2 separate regions of the Mus musculus genome follow, and region 2 is linked to region 1. The links are chromatin contacts, called in public promoter capture Hi-C maps. All regions are on one chromosome and are shown on one strand. The core of a region is the stretch at or near the end of the contact, and the rest is flanking DNA. Distances in the headings are between cores, read along the strand shown.

What was found. Promoter capture Hi-C pulls out the DNA fragments that hold promoters and counts their contacts.
Region 2: a promoter capture Hi-C map of frontonasal cranial neural crest shows a contact between it and region 1, with 3 times the contacts expected there. The contact joins the promoter of Vstm2l here to the enhancer-like site in region 1. A contact is called at or near these places in 6 of 39 promoter capture datasets (the 3T3-L1 cell line, the C10 cell line, frontonasal cranial neural crest and 2 more).

Annotation. Positions count from the first base shown.
Region 1 is chr2:157,305,649-157,309,179 of GRCm38.p6, reverse strand. The region is part of intron 9 of Rpn2 (ribophorin II); the gene reads right to left. Among named protein-coding and RNA genes, the nearest start is that of Mroh8, 28 kb to the right of the region's middle. Within about 2 kb of position 2,234, at least 25 of the 459 cell types and tissues checked have an H3K27ac peak or open chromatin away from gene starts, as enhancers often do.
Region 2 is chr2:157,912,191-157,915,994 of GRCm38.p6, reverse strand. It overlaps Vstm2l (V-set and transmembrane domain containing 2-like), which reads right to left and starts at 1,342. Exons shown (of 4, transcript NM_198627.2): 1 at 1,064-1,342. The coding sequence starts at 1,184.

The DNA.
Region 1 (3,531 bases), core at 985-3,484:
AGGATTTACTCGGCATGTACCCTATGGAAGGCCCTGGCTCCATAAAGCCATGTCATTCTACACAGCGGGAAGGCAGTGCTATGTCGGGTTTGGGCATCAGAGACTGCAGAGGGCATGATATGCTGCTCAGGGATCAGAATCCCGATCGGGCTCTGCCTCCTACTAAGTTTGCGTGCAGTAACCCTCCCCACGCAGATGTCAGATGCCATGGCGAATCTCCATACTGTTAGTCAAGTAGCTCCCACTACTGTGTACTGGTCGGCACACTATGGCCTTTGTTCCCCTTGGAGTCACTGAGAAGCATAAATGTGAGGAGAAGGAGACTATATTATTATTTTTTGTGGAAGTCTTAAGAACACAAATGATGTCCAGACACAGGCTTACTCCTAGTCAGGCTTCTTGATAAGATGACATGAAACAGAGCCTCCAACTGACTCACTAAATACTCCTGTTGTAGGCAAAAAAACCTTGGTTGTTTCCAACCAGTAAGATCTGGAATCTGTTCTAGTGCAAACCAGACCATCCTGGCTCTTCCTTTATAAACATTCCTAATGCCAGGAAATAAATTTTAAAGCTAGGCTAAAATAAATGTAAATACCTAAAAGATACAGAAAACATGTTAAAAATCTAAGTCTGAATGTGTAAATTATGCAAAGGCAAGGCACATTTTTGTGCACATGTGCAAATGTATTCATGAATCCTTCAACATGGCAGGCTTGAGTGTAACAGAGAGATCCTTGGCAGATCCAATCGTTTCGCTTAACTGCTGGGACCAAGGAAAAGAGCAGCCTGTACAAATACTGGAAGAAGAGCCATGGCATTTTCTAAGGTGCCACAGCAAGGTATGACAGCTCAAATCAAGACCAAAACAAGAAAAGCAAAGGAACCCCTTTTAGCAGTCTTTTCTCCTGCTTCAATAAAAACCATTTTGTAACAGCAGCTTCAGTTATCTGGCTGAATAATTTTTTGTTTTGTTGAAGAAAACTTGGGAATGTGAAAGAGTTCTGATCAGAGGCTGTCGGACTCTTCTAGTGGATACACAGCCACTCACTGGCACTCACTCTATCTGGCATGGCTGCCTGGCAATGAGACAGGCGTCTCCACGGTTATAGCAGCAGAGGCAGGAGAAGCAAATCATCAAATGGACAAGCCATGGAGAAAATTAAATGCAACCCTGCCCCCAACATACACACAGGCAAGCATGGGAAGAACTAAAAGCCCTGCCTCCAACTCACTACACAGGCAAGCTATGGAAAGAAATCCCCCCCCCCCCCCACACACCCTACCACACACAAGCAAGCCATAGAAGAGCTAGCCACACACAGGGCAGGTTCAGCATCAGATCAGGCTCTCTTATATGAAGTCAGCTCTATAGAGGTTCTTGGCATTTCTATCAGACAATACACAATCGGAAAGCTCAGGCAAAGATGCTGCCCAAGAAATCTGAACAACACATGTGGCCAGGCTGGTATACACTTCTACTTGGGATAAAGACAAAAAATATAACTTTATCAAATGATCCCTCCATGGCAAATAAGAAAGCTTTTTTCTATTACTTTAAAAATATATTATTTTAAATTATGTGTATGTGTCTGAGTGTGGCTACTCCATACACATGTGTGCACGCTGTCCTCGGAGGACAGAGCTATCAGATCCCCAAGAGCTGCAGTTATAGGCAGTTGTGAACTGTCAGATATGGACGCTGGGAACTAAACTCAGGTCTTCTGGAAGAGCAGCAAGTGCTCTGAAACCATGAGTCATCTCTCCAGCCTCATCTTTTACTTTTTCTTAGCACCCAGAAGCTATTGATGATAGATAGACTTCTCTGAGGATGACTGAACTGAGAGCATGGAGAAAGACTCATATTCATTATTATTTTCCTGTACTTTGAAAAAAAACCCACACATCTATATGTATATTTAATTCCTGTTTTTAAAATTCAAAACAGGCAAAAACAGAAACAACAAAAATGTAAAAATAGGAGGGAGACTTGTAGAGAGGAGAGGAGTTGACAAGGGTGGGAGAGGACTAAGAGAGAGGGTCTGTATGCACTGTGTGCATGTATGAAATTGTCAAAGAATACATTTAATATTCAAAGTAATCTTTTTTTTCTCTCAGTAGATAGAGACAGACAAGTAGATAAGAATCAGACAGGGCTCTTTCAGAGTATCCTAAACATAGCCATAAGGAAGCCATCAAGTTTCTTAACCAAGAGCAGAAACACAGCCATCAGAGCCTGCTCATCAAGACTCCATTGAATGTTTACTCTGAAGGAATCCACCTCACACATTCCCAGACTATACAAACACAAGGAATGCACACAAGGAACGGCAAACTGGAATGAACTTGAGTAGTTTGAGTTTGCTTTCCTATTTTAAAAGGCTGCCAAAACACCCTGCTGTACAGAAACACTGCAGGACTGTTAGCGAGTAGACAGAACAGCTTAAAACAAACCTTTGCTCCTAAAAATATCTCACAACAAATGGACTTCTGGAAACACTCATAAAAAAAGCATTTCTATGCCACTCTTTTACAGCAAAGTGTGCAATAAAAATCATAACTTTCGCAGGCCTGTTTTAAGACTCCGTAGGGTCCCAGTTGGTTAACTCTTCCTTCAAACCAGTGTTGTGGGGTTAGTCTCAAACAGGAAAGGGGCTGTGTGCCCACTGTAATACCCGGGCCTGCTTTACACAGGAGAGCACACCACCCCTTTCATTGCTTGCAGTGTATCCTATATACATATACCCCCAAAAATTTTAAACACCAGGAAATGTGGTCTTTCTGCTGAGAGTAATAACTCCCCATTTGGCTTATTACTGTCAAAAATGATGGTGCATTAGAGGCAATTAATGCTAATGAAAGCTTCCAAGCCCTGTTCCCCTGACAGCCAGCCCCGTGTCAATGGGTACTATTACAGGTTTCCACATGAACCACCGCTAATGCACTCTAACCAATGCTGGCATCTCTAAGGGGGAGCAAACAGGGCTTGCTGACCTGTTCTTAGGCTCTAAAGGTGACTATTACTGAAATTACATAGTACAGTTGTACATACAGCAAGAATCAACACACACACACACACATGCCCACATACACAAATGGACACACACTGAGCTCCAATGTGATAAAGTGGAAGAGAACATTTTTTTTCTGCTTATCCATCCCTGGAAAGGGGCAGGACAATAAATGGTCTCAGTAAGGGCTGACCACAGTTGCATCCAGAGCTATTAGACAATTCTGCTATTTTGTGCTTAGTTTTTCCAACAACTACAAAAACACTTGGACAAACAGCAGACTTGACATTTCAAGAAGCCGAGTGTTACAATAATCCACAGGGCACTACTGGATTACAGACAAAATAGATTAATGGAATTGATTTCTGGGTCCAAAAATGAACCTTTAAGTTTATGGCCAATCAAGTTCTGACAATGTCAAGACAATTCAATGAGCAAAGAATAATCTGTCACAAATGGCACTTGGGCAACCGGGTCTCCATGCCCAGAAGAAAGAGGTCAGAGACACACAAAATCATCT
Region 2 (3,804 bases), core at 93-2,592, 610 kb before region 1:
ACAGCTGCCTGCCCCACACCACCCAACTCTGCTGCCAACTTGGGCTCCTGTGGGGAGGAAAGGCGCTTCAGACACTCGTGCAGGCAGCACTTGCTTTCTCCTTGCTCCCACAATGCTGGAGTTCAACATTTCAGTCCTCTAGGGGCAAGGTTGAGATGGGGTCCCCGAGATGGGGGTGTCCTGTAGGATTCAAGGGGTTCATGATCCCCCCAGGGACAAACACCCTACATTCCTCTTTACTCCTGGCCTCTAGCTGAAAGAATAGACCTCAACTACTCCAGTGTATCCCAGCTCTCCGTCCCTACCTTCTTATCCCCAGACTGTCCCTACCCCTGGATGCCACCCACCCACATGGATGGCAAAGGAAGCTGCCACCCAGGCTAGCAGGTCTTAAGCAACAGCATCTGGCGCCCCTCAGGACCATTCCCGGCCGTGGAAGGGATGGATCCTGATGAAGAGGATGCAGGAGCAGTTTCAGCGTTAAACCCACAAAGGAGAAAGGAATCGGGGCAGAGAGAAGTGGGTGGGCAAAGTGTGTGCACAAGTGCGTGCGTGCATGTGTATCCGTGTCTGCAGGCAGACAGGCAAGAGTTGTGGCGAAGCGAAGCGTGTGTGCCCGAGTGCCAGCTGGCAGGGTGAGCCACCAGCCAGTGTCTGATTCGTGTGCGTAGTGGGCACAAGTATATTTACCAGCGAGGAGAGGCTCAGAGGGGATGTGCAGAGTTGTGAGTGTGGGATGCAGTGAGCGTGGCTGAGTGTGTCCGCGGTTGGAGACATCTGTATGGTCGCAGAGGTGTGTGTATCCGTGTGAGTGTGTACGCGCGTGGAGGGGGTCTTCTGCGAGCTGGGGCCAGAGCGAGTGTGCTCTTGGGAACCCCTTCTCGCAGAGCTGGCCCCGATAGGAGACAGGGTGGGTCCCCAGTCCCAGCAGAGGGCGCCCCGGAACTCTGGGCCATAGCATCAGTCGGCGCAGGTTCGAGCACCGCGACCGCCAAGTTGGAGCGGCTGCGACCGGGGTGGGGTTCAGTGGGGGGAAGTCCGTGGGGGCTGCGCGCAAACTCACCGTGTCCGGAGACGTGGTTGTCCCAGGGCGCATGGCCTGCGGGTCGCGTGGCGCCGCCGAGTTGCAGGAAAAGTGCCAGGTAGTGGAGGGCGCCCAGCGCCGCGGCCAGCGGGGCCCCCATGCTGCGCGCTCCGGCCGGGGGCGCCGCCGCCTCACATCGGGGCTCCGCAGCCCGCAAAGCCCGCGCCCGCCGTACCCTGCCCGGCGCCGCCGCCGCCCTCTCCTGCTGGCCCCGGCCCGGCCCCGGCTGCAGGCAGCGAGCGCACGCCCAGCCCGCCGCCTCCGACTGCGGGACTCTTCGCTTGCGCGGAAGGCCACTCCGCGCCGCCGCGCACCCGCCCTCCCCCTCGCTCCCCGCCCTGAGCCGGCGGCGGCGGAGGGATCCGCAGCTTGATTTATCATCAAAGTTTTGCCCAGGCTGGGATTTTTAAAGCGGTACTCGCAACTGGCCTCCCGCGCGGGAGCGGGGGTGGGGCAGGCCCGGGGGTGGAAGGCCACCTGGGGACCTAACCCCCCGCAGGGCGGAACACTAGGGTGTTGGGAGTCGAAATCCGATCGTTGGGGATAAACATCCGACCTGCCACCAGACCCGTGCGCTGGAGGGGCCGCTCAACTTTGCCAGCTGGGTAGTGTTGGGGCCAGGGCCAGGCGAGGTGCAGGACAGGTGAATAGGGGTGGGGGGCGCACCCGGGATGAGACATAGGTGAACTAGTTTAAGATCTGGCAGCTTTGGGGTCCCCGTGTGATCACGCGTAGTTTCTCCTGTCCTCGAGTTCTTCGTCTGAAAAATGGGGACAGACGCCACCACCAGAAGCAGTGTGTGTCGGGGGTTGGGGGGGGGGGGGTCTTTGGAGTTAGGTGGGTAAAGTGGGGAACATCGTGGCGCCCACACAATGTAGTTATCATTGTGGTTCCTGTCTCTGGGACTCAGCAGTTAGTGGGGCTCCTAGCTTAGAGGTGTTGGGGTTCTACACAGTGAACTGGATCGCCCCCTTCTGGACTGTAAGGCTCTCCCTAGATGAAAGGTCTAGATGGAGTGTGTGTGTGTGTGTGTGTGTGTGTGTGTGTGTGTCTGTGTGTGTAAACCATGAAGACTCTTTCATTCCCAAGAGTGGCAGTCCAATTCTGATTCCTTCCTTGACTCTTTAACTGAGGCTTTTGTGACAGGAAAAGAGGGTTGGGGGGTTATTTTAAAGAAAAGCCTATTTCATAAGGCTGCCTTCTCCGAGGTCTTGAGAAGATCCGGAGCAAGGTTTCGGACCCCGGGAAGGATTCTTCCTACCCTCATTTCTCCTCTGCCTTCGCCGGCAGGCATTGTTTCAGCATTGCGGACAGCACCCTTTTCGTTTCATCCTTTAAGAACCGCGGACAGCGCCTCGGGGGTGATTAGATGCGAGGGTTCAGCACCGTGGACAGATCCCCGCTCCACACACACAGCACCGCAGGGATCCAGCTTCCAGCACGGCTCACAGTACCTAAAGTTTGAGAGATCTAAAAAGCGGAGTGACACACCGTGCTTGCTGTCTTTATTCTGTCTCCCTATGCCCCTTTCAGATATTATGGTGGATAGTATACTGTTGTCACCAGGATCAACTCAAGTTTCCCTCCCTGCTAGGTGTTGCATGTTAGAGGCACAGTTTCAGCACCACGGACAGCTCCTCTTCAGCATCAGCCAGCTGTGCAGAGGCTCTTTAAACTCCTATCCAAGATCTTTCCAGAACACTGTGGTGGCAGAACCGGGGATCGGACCCGAGTGTTCTCCTCTTCAAACGCAGATTGGAAGTAAATAAATACATTTCAAAATATGAAGAGGGGCAGACAGAGAGACAGAGACTGAGTGAGACTGGAGGGAAGGGCACAGCAAAGGGACAAGAAGTCTCAGGTCCTTCCAGAACAGCCTCTAGGTACTATATCTGTCCTATCATTGTCAGGAAACTGAGGCTCAGAAAGGCTGAACTTGCTGCTTAAAGCAGGGCAATGCTAAAAGTGTGTTGGTCCAGGAAGTAGAGACCAGACTCTCAGGCATATATCTGAGCAGCCTTAACTCAGCCCTCCTTGTTACAGCTTTGGAAGGTAAGAACCAGGGAGGGCTTTCCTGAACAAGGTCCAAGTCCTCTGTCTCTCATCTCAGGACTCTCCCATTGCACCCACCTGCTCCACTTGTATCCCCCATACCAGTACAGTTTACACACCATATTCATATCCGTGACTCCTGAGGCAGGGGAACCTGAGATGTCTCCATCTCCCACCCCCACCCCCTTTAATTAAAGTTTCTAAATTGCTGCCTGAGGTTTGGATAAAGAGAATGACCTACAACTTTAGTAATGGCCATTGAGACTCCTGGCCCATCACTGGAGTGGCCCAGACTACACTGGGTTCCACCATTTACACTCCTGACCCCTGAGACTAATATCCTCCTTTCACAGTCAAGGAGACTGAAGCTCAGGGAGATGGAGTCACTTGTGCAAAGTGCATGCGTGAGTAGCAGAGCCAGATGCGGTGACTCTCCAGGCTATATGCTTTCCTTGTGTAATTGTTTCTTGTCTGCATCCCTGATCCAAATGCAAAGCACAGAGTCTGAAACGACTGAGTTGGGTGAGGCAGAGAGTACCCACACACTGTCCCCAGAAAGTCTCCAGGAATCTACCGGGGCAGAGCATTCTAATCACTCACAGAGCTCTGGAATGCTCCAGGAGAGAGTAAGTCTCCTGTCCCTGGAGGCAACTAAGCAAGCATCCAGC